Regions from separate parts of the Ovis aries genome. Here region 2 is linked to region 1. The links are chromatin contacts, called in public Hi-C maps. All regions are on one chromosome and are shown on one strand. The core of a region is the stretch at or near the end of the contact, and the rest is flanking DNA. Distances in the headings are between cores, read along the strand shown. Region 1 holds the start of MYO1H (myosin IH). Region 2 holds the start of ACACB (acetyl-CoA carboxylase beta).

Region 1 (3,304 bases), core at 543-3,042:
TGCTTTTCTTAACGGATCGCCAGTCTTGGTAAATTCCTAGTCACCGGCATTCTTCTCAGCTGCCATGATATTCAAGCACCAGTAGGTGGCACTATAGCAGTCCACTTCCCAGAGAAGGTAACTAGCTACAGCTGTGATACAAAGATTCTACTTTTCATCACAGTTAAAATGAGATTTGATAATGATCTGCGGATGTTTTCTATTGTGTTGAATTTATTTCAGAATAAGGGAGTAATTTAAGTGAGGTACAGAACCTAATGAGCATGCATCAAGAATGTAGATGGCTGGGTATATGAATGGTTGGATGGATGGGTGGATGGATGGATGGGTAGGTGGGTGGGTGGGTAGATACGTAGCTAGATGGATGAATGGAGTGGATGACAGATGGGTGTGTGGGTGAATGGATGGATGAGTAGACAAGCGGATGAATAGGATTGGTAGATGGATGGATGAATGGGGTGGATGATGGATGGATGGGTAGATGGCTGGATGCATAGATTAGTGGATGGATGATGGATACGTGGGTGGGTATGTGGGTGAGTGTGTGGGTGGATGGATGGATGAGTAGACAAGTGGATGGGTGGATCGTGGATGGATGGATGGATGGATGAATGAGGTGGATGATGGATGGGTGGATGGATGGGTAGGTGGGTGGGTAATATGATGAACATAGGTGATGAAGGGCGGGGGGGAAGAGAGGCAGAAAGGGAAAAATACTTCTATTTCTGATTCCATGGCTACTTACACATGTGGTGGCAGTTCAAAGAAGTTGACCCCTTGATAAAGTTCCATCTGGCTCAGAGTATAGATTCCCAGCTCTTGGTATGGGTTCACAGACACAAGGAGGGTCCCAATATATGTCTAGAGGAACAGACCAAAGCACTAGTGAGGCATTCCAGGGTGCAAATGGCTCTGGCAAAAGACCAGCATGTGCTATGATCCCCATGTGCCCCTTCAGTACTGGGATACAACACAATAAATAGGTCAGGTTGTGTGTGTGTGTGTGGGGGGGATGTCTCCACTGTCATGGAACCTAGCTGGCACGGGCAGACAAACAACCGAGTGATCAAGACTGCCCCGCTTAGTGTGTTAAGAAAGGCCTGGTTCTGCTGGCAGCCGCCTTGCCACCATGCAGAGAGGCTGCTGCCGAAGGAAACCGATGCAAAAGAAAGCAGAGGTATGGGAAAGAGTCCTCAAGACATCATCCTAGACCCTAGAGATCTGCTCTGGACCCTGAAGTTACATAGGTCGACAGATTCTCTCTCGGGGCTTAGGCTGATTTCAGCTGGGTCTCCAGCACTGGCAGCCGCAAAGGTCTTAATACAGAGGATCACAGTGCGCCTGCCAGTGGTTCCTGGGCATGCCCCCTCTGATGGTCAGCCCAGAGTGATACTGTTCACAGCCCTCAAGACTAGAGACCGGGGGACTTCTCTGGTGGTCCGGCGGCTACAACTCCGCCCTCCCCATGCAGGGGGCCCGGGTTTTATCCCTGGTCAGGGAACTAGATCCTACAGGCCGTAACTAATATCCAGTGCAGCTAAACAAATTAAATACATTAAAAAAATTTTTTTTAAAGGCCAAGGACCAGAAGGGAACCACCACTCTAGGAAAAACAGCTGAGAAATGAGTTACGCTACATAGATGAGGTTCTCGCTGAAACGCTTGCGGAGGTTGTCCAGAAAAGCAGATTCACTGGTGTATGCGTCCAGCAGCACAAAATCCTGCACCCCAACCTTGTCCCGGGCGGTCAGCGCGCCTTCCATGTGCAGACGGATGCGCTTGCGTCTCACTTCTTCTTTCTACGGAAAACACAACCTTCCTCAGCAACTCACTTATCATGTCATTTTTATCGTATGTCTAGTATGGAAATAGCAAGATCCCAGACCCTGGGGATAGCTGAGAGCAGAGATTACATTATGCTTTCTTCATTAAGCATTTACGATCTGGTTAGGGATACAAGTAATGATAGTAAAAGCAGTAACTAGCACCAGCAGCTGCTGCCAGGGACTCAGCATTCACTGCTTCAGCATGACACTAACCGTTTGACATGTATTATCTCTATCGATCCTCATTCCCACCCTATGACGTGCTATTATCATGCCCATTAGACTTCATCAAACATAAACCTTCTCATCAGAAGACACTGTTAAGAAATAAATCAGCCAGCCACAAGCTGGCAAAAAAATGTTCATGAGTTTAGTTATATACCTGCAAAGAACTTGTATCTAAAATAAAATACCCAGCTTGGTTAAAAGAAAACCAAAAACAAAACAAAACAAAACTCAGACCTAACAGAAACTGGGCAAAAGACTCGAATGGATGCTTCACAAATGAAGATAGACAGATGGCCAATAAGCACATAGTAAAGTCCTCAACATCTTTAGTCATCAGAGAAATGTACCCTTAGAATCACAATGAGGTGCCACCAGAAGAGTTCAAATGAAAAAGACAACATCGAGTATTCTCAAGGATGTAAAATGATGGAACTTTCATACGTTGCTGGCAGGAAGATCAATCGGACGAATCACTGGGGAAAGGTCTGGCAGTTTCTAATGAAGTTAACCAAGCCTCTACCCTTTGATGCAGCAATTCCATTCCGAAGTATTTACACAAGGGGAATGTAGACATAGGTCCACAAAAAGACTGGAACGTGAAGGTTTACATCGAGTTTATTCATGATGGCCCCAAACTGGAAACAATCCAAGTTCCTATCAACCAGAGAACAGAAGTGGAACATCTATACAATAGAATGGGTAAGCAGTGAAAGAGAAACGACAGGTGTGCCCAATGACACAGACATTATGCCGAGCGAAAGACCTCGGACACAAAAGCCTGCATGCTGTATGATTCCATTTATATGACATTCTAGGACAAGCAAAACTAATCTACAGTGAAAGTCACAACTGTTGCCTGGTTATGGGGGATTGCCTGGCCGAGGACATTTCTGGAGTGATAGAAACATTCCCTGACTTGGGGCAGCTATGAGTTACACGGGTGTATCTATTTGTCAAGATGAATGGCTACAGTGTTGTGCATTTTGATACATGTAAATTCTGTTTTGAAAAGAACCATGAAAATAATCAGATGGGGAGTGGAGGACCGCCAGTGGATGGAGGTGAAGATGGTAACAGAACGGCAGAATGCTCATAACTGTTGAAGCTGGGTGATGGGTATAGAAGGGATTTATTAATCTGTTCTGTTTCTGTCGTTGTCCAGTTGCACGGCCTGCAGCATGCCAGTGTGTGTGTGTGAAATTTTCCATAATGAGACGTTTTAAAAAACTGGATCACCACCAGGTGTCTCC
Region 2 (3,113 bases), core at 479-2,978, 220 kb after region 1:
TATGTAAAACAGCCAATGAAAATTTGCTGTATGACTCAGGGGACTCAAACCAGGACTTTGTAGGAACCCAGAGGGGTGGGGAAGGGTGGGGAGGCAGGAGGAAGGTTTGAGGGAGGAGACACATGTACACCTATGGCTAACTCATGCTGATGTATGGCAGAAATCAAACCAATATTGTGACGTGATCATCAGTCAACTAAAAATAAACAAGTATAATTAAAAAAAAAAAAGAATACTGGAGTGAATTGCCATTTCCTTCTCCAGGGGATCTTCCCGACCCACTCCCAGGGATCAAACCTGGGTCTCCTGCATTGGCTGATGGATTCTTTACCACTGAGCTACCTGGGAAATTATAGTGTTTATTTCCCCATAAAGATCAAGTATCTGGTATAAAGTCATACTCTAATTTCTATCTCAGATCTGAAGGTAACAAGAGGCTGAGGGAGTTCACGCAACACCCAAGCAAGGGCACATAAAACTCTCTTGCATGAATACAAAACGTCTTCCCAGAGCTCTTCAAATAAAGTCACGATCTGGGGATGCTTGCAACTCTGATCACTTAGGATGGGCTGGGTCTTTCCATTTAAAACCTGGAGAGGTCAGTCAGTAAAGAAATCGCATCTTGGAAAAGATGCCCCAAGACACTGTTAGAAGCAAAAATTATTTAGAAAACAATGTCTATACCTTCCAGTTTTTAAACTGAAAAAGACCTGCTTCCTGGGAACTCCCCCTCAGTCGTGCCTGTGTGTGTCAAAATAACAGTAATGACTGACGTGAGAGACAGGATCGAGAACACAGTGCATTTTCAGAACAAAAAGTCTGAAGGACATAAGGTCTGTGCATTGTAAAGGGGCTTCCCAGGTGGCGCTAGTGGTAAAGAACCCACCTGCCTGTGCAGGAGATGTAAGAGACTCAAGTTCGATCCCTGGGTTGGGAAGATCCCCTGGAAGTGGGCATGGCGACCCACTCCAGTGTTCTTGCCTGGAGAATCCCAAGGCCAGAGGAGCCTGGCGGTGTATGGTCCACAGGGTCACAAAGAGCCAGACACTGAAGCAACTGAGCACGCACACATGTGCACTGTTAAAGGTAAGGCTCCCTGGAAGGAGGAGAGACAGACCGAAGGATGGTTCAAGGAGGAGCCCTATTTTACTGCGTGCTTGATTCAAGACTTCCTTGGTACTACGCTTTTTAAAAATGAAACAAAATCATGTCTTTCTAGCCACAGAGGACACCAGAAATGCTTGACTCTTAAGAATCTGCATTAAAAAAAAAAAAATGAGCAAGCTTGAGAAATCAGACATCTATACGAAACAGAATTCTCGTCCTGAAGACAGAAGCTTTGGGAGTCAAAAATCTCCCCCCTTGCCTTTTAGTTAAGCCTAAACTCTTGGTTTGGGGAACTGATGAAAGTTTGCACAGGGATCCCCAGCAACATAACCATTTATAGAAGCAAAGAAAGGTCCTTCATCTACGCCACATTTCCAGCCCTTTACATCAGCTTCTCACAACCAGCCATGCTTCTGTCCAGAGGCTGCCCTCACTACGTGTTAAATTCCTGTTCACCTGGACACTGGCTGTGTGGTCAATGACCCCAGGGAGAGGAGAGCTCACTTACCACTTATCTCTGCCTCTTTCCTTTCCCCAAGTCCTTTCAACTGGGCATCCAGGCTGAATTTTCCAGGTTCCCTTTTTGCTGTGGACCTGAATGTCAGCTAGCCAGCTGCTCACTGTGGGGACTATAAATGTCACTTTCAGATGAACTAGCTCCTGCTGTTTAAAAATATCCCCGGGGCACTCCACTTCCAAGGCTCTGAAGAGCAAGCATAAGCCAGGCAAAGTGGGAAAAGTTCTGTCCCCTCCTTTTAATCCCATTCCTCGCTTTATTTCAAAATCCCTAGATGCCATTTAAAGCCCAAGCTGCCGTCAGCAATACAAAGTCATTTTGGCCCTCCTGACACATGCAGAAAATTAACCCCGAGCAGGTGGGGTGTTTATGAAATGTTTTCTGGAACAAGCCCACAGCGAAGGCCCAAGACGATCACTTTCAAAAGATCTCCTGGCTTCTCTCTCTGCAAGAGATTTTGTAAAATCCCTCTAAAGGAAGATGCCACCTGATGAAATGTCTCCTATTTTTCAGGACCCAGGGGAAAAAAAAACAGAACCAAACAGCTCGGTTCCCATGCAGGGTCAGATGGCTGTCTCGGGGACTGGCGGAGGACATAAATCGGCTCTGTGCCACAGTTACAGAGTGTTCTGCAGCTGGGGTGTGTGTGTGGAGGGAGCGGGGCTTGTAGGACAAAGGTCACGTCCAGATCCGAGCCAGAGCTGGGCAGGGAGGGGAGCCAAGGCCGCACAAAAGGGCATTCCACTGTGCTCCGAGAAAAGATAAGGGGACCGCAATTCAGTGGCCTGGCAAGTGGAAAAACCCGAAGGGCGCTGAACTGATACACACGATTTCAGCGGTGGGTATGCCAGGTACAGCTTCACCCTGCCAGAGTGACTTCATTTCTGGGCACATTTTTCAAGAAGGAAGAGTTAGCAAATAATGAGTCTCATGGGATTTTCTCCAGTGGACTTACAAGGAGGAAGCGTATTTCTTACCTGCTGCCCGGGTTCTCCTGAGGCCTGGGTATCATCAGAGGGAGCCTGGAGTTGGGGATGAAAAACATGCAGGTCAGGGACTCAGTCAATGGCGGGGCTTAGGTTGTTTACCGAGACTGCTTCACTCCAGCGGAGCTCACACAAGCCTTTGGAAGAGCCATCTCTCTAAACACAGACATGTCCTCCAATGTCTCTGGGGGGAGCCATTCATAACTCAGGGAAATTTTTTTAACACTCCATTGAAAACACTGTCCCTAATGACTCCAAAAAATTATGATCTGGGCAGAGGGTCAGTAAGTAGCGGGACCACTGGGCTTTGACATCAGATCGATCTGACTCTGAATCCTTGCTCTGTCACCTGTGGCTTTGGGCAAACGGCCAAGCCTGTTTTTTCATCTCATGACGTCACCACATGGTTGAGAAGAAGAAATAAAACGCTACAAACTTCCCTGGTAGTCCAATGCTTGTGAATCCACCTTGCAACGCAGGGGAAGAGGGTTCGATCCCTGGTC

Evidence for each region. Hi-C and Micro-C count contacts between places; a contact is called where the count stands out from the background.
Region 2: a Hi-C map of hypothalamus shows a contact between it and region 1, with 4 times the contacts expected there. The contact joins the promoter of ACACB here to the promoter of MYO1H in region 1. A contact is called at or near these places in 3 of 16 Hi-C or Micro-C datasets (hypothalamus, muscle and tail adipose tissue).

What each region holds. Positions count from the first base shown.
Region 1 is chr17:63,915,844-63,919,147 of ARS-UI_Ramb_v3.0, forward strand. It overlaps MYO1H (myosin IH), which reads right to left and starts at 1,793. Exons shown (of 30, transcript XM_027980285.3): 1 at 1,638-1,793; 2 at 746-861. The coding sequence starts at 1,763.
Region 2 is chr17:64,131,958-64,135,070 of ARS-UI_Ramb_v3.0, forward strand. It overlaps ACACB (acetyl-CoA carboxylase beta), which reads right to left and starts at 1,729. Exons shown (of 52, transcript XM_060401291.1): 1 at 1,616-1,729.